Linked DNA regions of Mus musculus: regions 2 and 3 are each linked to region 1. The links are chromatin contacts, called in public Micro-C and promoter capture Hi-C maps. All regions are on one chromosome and are shown on one strand. The core of a region is the stretch at or near the end of the contact, and the rest is flanking DNA. Distances in the headings are between cores, read along the strand shown.

What was found. Promoter capture Hi-C pulls out the DNA fragments that hold promoters and counts their contacts. A called contact is a pair of places that touch in the nucleus more often than the background predicts.
Region 2: a Micro-C map of embryonic stem cells shows a contact between it and region 1, with 5 times the contacts expected there. The contact joins the promoter of Jund here to the promoter of Tpm4 in region 1. A contact is called at or near these places in 2 of 484 Hi-C or Micro-C datasets (CD4 T cells and embryonic stem cells).
Region 3: a contact with region 1 is called in a promoter capture Hi-C map of neural stem cells. The contact joins the promoter of Ccdc124 here to the promoter of Tpm4 in region 1. A contact is called at or near these places in 1 of 39 promoter capture datasets (neural stem cells), 1 of 115 datasets of contacts at active chromatin or transcription factors (extraembryonic endoderm stem cells) and 1 of 9 other capture datasets (adipose tissue).

Annotation. Positions count from the first base shown.
Region 1 is chr8:72,133,934-72,136,637 of GRCm38.p6, forward strand. It overlaps Tpm4 (tropomyosin 4), which reads left to right and starts at 1,355. Exons shown (of 8, transcript NM_001001491.2): 1 at 1,355-1,520. The coding sequence starts at 1,389.
Region 2 is chr8:70,696,359-70,699,062 of GRCm38.p6, forward strand. It overlaps Jund (jun D proto-oncogene), which reads left to right and starts at 1,381. Exons shown (of 1, transcript NM_010592.5): 1 at 1,381-2,704. The coding sequence starts at 2,700.
Region 3 is chr8:70,872,104-70,874,807 of GRCm38.p6, forward strand. It overlaps Ccdc124 (coiled-coil domain containing 124), which reads right to left and starts at 1,387. Exons shown (of 5, transcript NM_026964.3): 1 at 1,356-1,387.

The sequences.
Region 1 (2,704 bases), core at 105-2,604:
CGCCTTTAATCCCAGCACTTGGGAGGCAGAGGCAGGCGGATTTCCGAGTTCGAGGCCAGCCTGGTCTACAGAGTTCCAGGACAGCCAGGGCTACACAGAGAAACCCTGTCTCAAAAACAAAAACAAAAACAAACAAACAAAAAAACAGATGCCTAACAAATGTGCAAAAGTTAGAGGAGTGAAAATTTGATCTTAGAGGGGAATTGGTCCCTGAGAGTGGGTCTCTTCCAGGACAGACCTGAAAGCCAGGTGTGGGAGCCAGATTGGAGTGGGAGCAGGATGTGGGGCTCTTGAGGGTAAGTTTCTCAGCAGGGGAAAGGGCTTGCACACTGGTCAGAAAGTTTCTGCCTACAAAACTGGGAGTTTCTATAGGCTCCACTTTGCTTAAACAGAGATCACCTGAGAGCTGCATTCAGAAAGTGAGAATGCAAAATCCAATTTGTAGTGTTTCAAACTAAAGCTATGACTTCCTCAAGAGAGTGGGGACTCTTATGAGTCCAAGAATGGCCAGTCCTTAGGTCAAGAGTAAAATCCCTCTGTATTCAGTAATGCACACTTACCGCTCTGTGTATGTGGAGGGAGTATTTTATATTTTATGTGAGGGTGTTTTGCATGCATGCATGCCTATGCTAAGGGGTCATGGAAGCAGAGAATGTTGGCTCCCCTGGAACAGGAGCTGGGAATCAACCTGAGTCCTCTGTACAAGACCTTGTCTATATACACTTTTTACTTTCACAAACTTGTGTCCTCTGAATGAGACCTTCTTTATATAAACCTTTTACTTTCTACATTAATGTGGGCGCATGTGTGAGATTAATGGACTCTGGGCATTAGGCTTGGTGGCAAGCACCTCTACCCATGGAGCCATCTCATCAGCTCATAAAGACTTTGTTCATTTGCAGGGCCTTAAACTCCCAGTCCTTCTGCCTCAGCCTCCCAAACTCCGGGCAATGGACCATTAGGCTGACTCATTATCTTCTGTGTCCCCAGGTGAAAGAGCAGCTGACGTAGTTCCAGAAGAAACTGAAATGCGTGGAGGACGAACTGGACAGGCACTCCGAGGACCTGACAGACTTAAAGAAGACTCTAAAGCAGACGGAGAATAAAGGCTCCCAGGTAAGTGCGCGGCCGCTGGGCCAGGCGGGGCGGGCAGTGAGGGAGGACGAGGAGCCCACAGGGCAAAGGCGGCTAGCTGCACCGACGTCAGCCACCCCCTCCCACCCACCCCCCGCCCGGTGCTGACGTCGCGGCCGGCCCGGGTGACCTCATGGGCCTGACAGCAGGGCCGGGGGGCGGGGAGAGGCGGGGGCGGCCCCGGCGTGGCCAAGGCTGGCGGGCCCGGGCGCGGCCGCCCAGCTGTCGCCGGAGCCCAGCAGAACGATTGAGCTATGGCCGGCCTCAACTCACTGGAGGCAGTGAAGCGCAAGATCCAGGCCCTGCAGCAGCAGGCAGACGACGCAGAGGATCGCGCGCAAGGCCTGCAGCGCGAACTGGATGGCGAGCGCGAGCGGCGCGAGAAAGTGAGAGACCAGGACCCGCGCCGTCCGCGACCCCCGCCCGATCCCACTTTTCGTCCCGCGCGCTTCCGGGCCCGCAGTGCTCCCTGGCGCCCTCTTTTCTTCCCAGCTCCGCATGCTTCTAGCTCCCCCTTCCTCCGTCTCCCCTCCGCCTTGATCATCCATACCCTTGGATCCTGGAGCCCCGTACGCTGGCGGGGCAGGAACTGGGAGGTTGCGGGGGGGACAGTCCTGCGCGGGGCACTCCGGAGTAGTGGGGCAAATACCGCGCTCCCATTGTCTGCGGCTGACCAAGGTGGGGGCGGGGGCGGTGCGCGCTTTTGCTTCTTCGCGCCCGAACTTTCCCGGCACGTCCTTAGGGTGCGGCCGCGACACGTCCGCTGAGGGCGGGGTGGGGACAGGAGAATTTGGACGCTGGCCTGCAGGACACCCACCACCACCACCATCACCCTGTGTCCCCCTAGCCCCAGGTAATATCCACTAGGGGGCCTGCCCGACGCCGGAGCGCCCACTGTATGCGCCTTCCCTGAGAGTTCAGGGACCGGGGTGCATGAATAGTTCGGAAAGAGGAAAGGCCTCCGCGCCTCCTCTTCATCCCTGGGTCAAGCCCGGGGCCAGAGATGGGTCTGGGTTCTAAGCCCAGCTCTGGCACCCACAAAGCGTTCGATTCGTGTCTCCCAAAAGTCTGCTACAGGTGGGTAGAAAGAAAAGACTAGGGAGAGGCATTCCAGACGTTTCCGGGGCAAGGAGAGCCCCTTGCCTGAGTAGTAGGGCGGTGTTTGCTAGCGAAGGAGACTCACAGACAAGGGAAGAAGTGTTGTGTGATTGCCCAGGTCTCCTGAAGCCGTAGTGTGGGAACTCAGGGCGGGGACCCTAGAAACTGAAAGGCTAGGTGGAGTTGGCAGTGCAGGTACCGCCTGGACTCCTCCCAAGACTGCCTGGGCGACAGCCTGGCCTGGGTAGAAGCCTTGAATCCCTCAAGGACCGCTCGGGCTGGAGAAAGCCTCAGAACCGGGCGGAAGCTCTGCACAGTAGCTGTTACGGCTTCTCATACGCCCGTCCCACCCTAGACATCTCCAAAATGGCCTCGAGACTCCAGCCAAGCCAGGAATTTGGCGGCCCAAGGGTGGAGTGCGGGGGATGCCTTTTGGAAAACTCTGAGCTGCTTTAAAAGTTCATGTGGGAAA
Region 2 (2,704 bases), core at 131-2,630, 1.4 Mb before region 1:
AGGATCTTTGAGTTCGAGACTAACCTGGTCTACAGAGTGAGCTCCAGGACAGCCAGGGCTACACAGAGAAACCCTGTCTCGAAAAGCAACCAAAAATGTTCAGGTCTTACTATTTCTTTACATTTTCCATGCCACTACAAAATGCTCTCCTTGCCTGATAGGGAAAGTGAGTCTCAACAGAGGTAAAACTTAATTTGGTACGTAAACCTGTCCCCAGTCAGCTCAAACCACCGCCTCCAGAGCGCACGCCCGCCCATCCCCCACCCGCCAAGGCCAAGTCCCAAGGTCAGGGCGGAGCCTCGCGCGCTCCGCCAAGCTCCGTACGGCCCCGGGGAGAGGCAGGCCTGGCGCCGGGGGCTGGCTGGCGTTGGGCCAGCACTAGCTGGCTCAGTCGTTTGGCGGGGGGCGGGGGAGGGGGTGCTGGCTGGGATATGGCTCGCGAAGCGCAAACCCCACGTGTGTGGTGAGGGGAGAGTCCACTCTATCTTTCTGGATGGTCACTTGCCTACAAAAGGGGATAAAACCTGGGTGTGTGGCTCTCTGAGGCAACAACTGGTCAAGGCTCGGGCGGGGGTTTGGGGGGAGGGGGGAGAACCCTCTGAGGCCTCAATGGCCTGGGCGAAGGTCCTGAGGTGCAAAGGAGCTCCAATGGGGTACAGATTGGAGAGGAGTCACAGAGAAGGGATGAGACTCCTCTCTGGTCTTCTAAGGGTTGTGTTGAGTGTGCTGGGACTTGTTGCTCCCACCTCTTCCACCTCCGTTCCCAGCAAGCAGAAAAGCCTGCATCAGGCCTGGTGGCATACTGTACTAATTAAGAGGGTAATTACCAGTCCGGATTCTCATTTGCAGGCTCCACTCTGGGACCCACCTCAGGCTCTAGAAGAGTCAAGAGTAAAAACGTGTACTGCCATGGCTGTCCAGAGGCCTGGCACCCTAGTTCTGTCCTTGGGAGGACAAATGTGTGGTAAATGCCTGTCCTTACAGCACATAGAAGGCAGAAGGATCACTTCTCAAGTCTAGCCTGAGCTACAGAAAAATTCTGTCTCAAAACAAAGGCAAAAACAAAACAAAACAAAAAAAACCCCACAAGCTCACCCCAGAACTTCCATCAGCAGGAGCCCCAGGTCAACCTGGGTTACAGCTTTTGCATAGTGCCCTTTAACTCTAGCACTTAGCAGGTCCACATCTGTAAGTTCCCAGCCAGCCCCAGCTGGAAGGTGAGAGATCCTTGCTCAAAACACAAAGTAAAACTCAACAAACCCAAGACTCAAATCTCATGCTAAGATGAGGTGATGGGCACGTCTTTCACGTTGAGGCAGTGAAATCACCCTCAGTCTTGGTCAGCTAGGGTACAGGGTGTCCTAATAACTGAAACCGAAGCAAGGCACAATGGCATATATTAGTCATCCAGAAGCCTGAGGTGAGATTTTGGGGGGTTCGGGAGGTCATTCTGGGGTACAGAGTGAGATTCTGTTTCAAAACGTCCCAATCCAGGGCCATAGGGTAGGCTTAGAAAGTAAACGTGACTGCACCCAAGTCGGACAGCCAGAGTGCCACACCGGGGAGAACAGACTCCCAACTCTCCTCTGACCTTCCTGGACACACACACACACAAAGCACAGATACCTACACAGACAAACACAGATACACAACCACACAGACAAACACACCAGCATGTAAAATAAAAACCGAGATCTGTAGGCCGAGGTTAAGAGACTCAGGCCTGTTACTGCCACACTTGGGAATATGAAACAGGGGGACTGAAGTTAAGTTCATGAATAGCGGAGTCTAGAGGATGAGATCCTGTCTTGACCCAAAACAAAGATTAAAAAAATTTTTTTTCACCGAGATCAAGAAAAAAACCTACAACTGATGGCTACCCTGGCTGCAGTTGGACTCCACACATCCCATCCTCAGTTTCCCCAAGGAAAAGGCAGGAGGTCAGCTTTTAGGGCGTTCGACTCCACCCTGTGAAACTGACAAGGAGCTAAGTAGTTGTGGGGACTCTCCAAGGGACCCTCCTCTGCCTCCCCCTTCCTGCCCACACCTGCCAGCTCCCAGCCGGAGGAACCCTGGCCGGCGCCCGGCCCCCGAGGGGCGTGCCTTCGGTGGGCGTGACGCGGGGCGTGGCTTCACAGAGGGCCTGGGTTTATGAGGCTCCACACATCACGCCACAGAAGTGCCAGAGACAGGGGAGAGATAGACGCACAGATGAGGTCCAGTTTGAGAAACAGAGAGGCAAGATCTAGAGGGAAGTAAAGAGGGGAGGAAGAGAAAGGGAGGAGAGGCAAGAAACAGCAGGGTAGGGACAGAGCCTGCCCGGCAATCCAAGCTGGGCGTGGTGACCCGGCCAAACCGCGTTCAGCCCCACCCCCATGACGTCAACCCACAATGCAGCGCGTTGTTGTGCCATGTAGCGAGCGTCGCTCTTGGCAACAGCGGCCGCCACCAGGCGAGGGCGTCCCGCTCCCGCCCCTTTATGCAAATCAACGACGTCACCTCGCGCCAATGGCGAGCGGGGGCGGTGAGCTCATCGCGGGGGCCGAGGCTATAAGAGTGCGCGCGGGCGGCGCGGGGCAGAGCGGCCGGCATCGGAGCCGGTCTGTACGGGCAGCGGACTGGGGGGCATACGGGGCCCCCCGGGGAGGCCGCGGCCACTCCCCCCGCCCCGGGGCCGAGCGCGGCGGGGGAAGGTGGGGATGGA
Region 3 (2,704 bases), core at 137-2,636, 1.3 Mb before region 1:
TTTGAGCCTTCAAATACACCCACCAGCCCTGCCCTCAGGACCTCACACCCAGCCTGAAACTTTCCATCCTCCTGCCTCAGCAGGATGACAGGCATGCAGCATTATGCTGGGCTCATGTTTCTCTTCTAACCCAATAAACTCCTGCTGAAACTTCAGGGCAAGGCTGGCTGGGACTAGAGGCATGGCTGCCACGCTGGGACAGGTGGATACCTCTAAGCTCCAGGCCAGCCTAGGCCATACAGAGCATCCCTCAAGAAACAAACCAGGGTGCTGGTGAGATGGCTCAGTGGTTAAGAGCACTGACTGCTCTTCCAAAGGTCCTGAGTTCAAATCCCAGCAACCACATGGTGGCTCACAACCATCCGTAACAAAAATCTGATGCCCTCTTCTGGAGTGTCTGAAGACAGCTACAGTGTACACACATATAATAAATAAATCTTGAAAGAAAGAAAGAAAGAAAGAAAGAAAGAAAGAAAGAAAGAAAGAAAGAAAGAAAGAAAGAAAGAAAGAAAGAAAGAAAGAAAGAAAGAAAGAAAGAAAGAAAGAAAGAAAGAAAGAAAGGAAGAAAGAAAGAAAGAAAGAAAGAAAGAAAGAAAGAAACCAGTTCAGGTGTAGCACCAGAGAAGGCCGACCAAGAGCTCCTGACGTTCCCAGACCGGAAATTTCTCTTTAAGGCATTTGGTGGTGGCGTTGTGGGTGTGTGGGTGTGGAGTGGGTATCCGGAGTCATTTGTATCCAGAAAGAGCCTCGGTATCTTGCCCAGGCTATCCTGGAACTCAGAATCTTCCTGACTGAATGTCTACTGTATATATGTCATTTAACAAACCATCGTCATCAGCAAGTTGGGGGCATTAAGGAGTCCGCGAGCACGGACAGCAAAGGACCCTCCTCACTAGGGACCTGATCAGATCCGCACCACCACCTCAGTTTCCGGACCTACCTAGGGTCCGAGGCCGGGCATCGTGGGCCCACGCCTGTGATTCCAGCACTTAGCAATGCTGAAGTAGGAGAATTACACTGAGTTCGAGGCAGCCTAGACTACAAAATGAGCCCAGGACTCTAAATAATCCCCTTCGAAAAGTGCCTACGTGGTTCCCCATGACTGCCAGGCCGCGCGGCAGGAGGAAAGTGACAGAAAACTCCTACTCCTCCTCCTCCAGGAAGCCCTCCCGGCTCGACCTGGGCCGGAAACTGGCTGAACTCCCCGCGAGCTTCTGCGCCTGCGCGCTGGGAGCACCCACCACCGGGCACCCCATCTCCAGTTCCGCCTTCCCGCCGGCAGGACCCCCAGGCCGAGCCGCGCCCGCCCAGCGTGCCCCGCAACCCGGCTCCGCCCGCGCCACAGCCGTTCCTACCTCTTCCCCCGGCACCGGCTCGGTCGCGTGTCAATGACGTCGCCGCGCCTGCGTACTCAACTTTCGGTGGCGCTCTACTCATGACGTTCTCGAATGCCGCCATCTTGGTAGAGTCTGTAGGAGTTTTTCTCTGAGCCAAAATACTAAACCAGTGTTGCCAGCTCTCCTTCTTTCCAAGCAAAATGTTTTCAAGAATAACACGTTATCGGCCCATCTCAGATATTGGTGAACAAAAACGGAAGATAAACGCTAAACTCCATAACGGTGACCTCACCAAGATGGCCGCTGCCCGGAGAAAAGATGGGGAGGCCGGCCCCAGCCCTGTGGCGACGGCCGGGATGTGGTTGCTGTGCCACCAGGGGGCGTCAGTGGCCCACCCGGGGTGCGGGCCTGGCTGCTCTGGGCTCTTTGTCAGGCCAATGGCTCCTCCAACTCAGGGCAAAAGTGAGAAGACATCCCTTGCCCTGTCTGAGTCGGGAAACTGAGGGTCAGACGGAGTAGAAGTTGGATTAGACTAAATGCAACCGACATGGCCGTCATGGTGTCATTCATTCCAGCACTATGGGGCCCGAAGCAGAAGGACTGACTGCAGACCTAGGCCGAAAGTGACACTATCTCAAAAATAATTGAACATAACTGAATTGCTAAATAAATCACAAGCCGGCGCGGGGCGGTGGTGGCGCACGCCTTTAATCCCAGCACTCGGGAAGCAGAGGCAGGCGGATTTCTGAGTTCGAGGCCAACCTGGTCTACAGAGAGTGAGTTCCAGGACAGCCAGGGCTACACAGAGAGATCCCAGCTGCTCGGCGTCCGCTGCTGCCCGAGTCAGCCCCCGCCTTGTTGCTGAAGCCGACTGGCACTGCTTAATCTTTTGCTTTTCTTTACTCCCCCCTCCCCTAGTTCTTTTTTGATGCTTCTGTTGCTTCATTGACGATTAACTTCATCTTAGTCTGCAATACTTAGGATTTTGTGCATCTCTGACACAGTTACTGCCACATCCGGTCATCCTTGGAGTTTCTGGAGCCGTGAATGACCCTGAACTGGTCCCCCTGCCTCATTGTCCCAGGCGCTGGAATGGCAGGCATGGCCCTGTAGGAAAGAAAGCAGAAGGTTCAGTTCGAGGAGTCTATTACTGTGAGCGGGAATGCAGAGCAGGAAAGATGGCTTTGCGGGAAGAGGCGCTGCCCCATCCTCACCCTAACAGCAGCCGGAGCTGGCTCCCCGTCCGTGTGGTGGACTTTGAGAAGCACAAAAGGAAAGGCACACAACTCTCGGCGTGGTGTTTCAGTTTGTGGACTGCTAATGTTGGCTTTCTTGGGCCTTTTGCAGGTGATCAGCCTCTGCAGTGA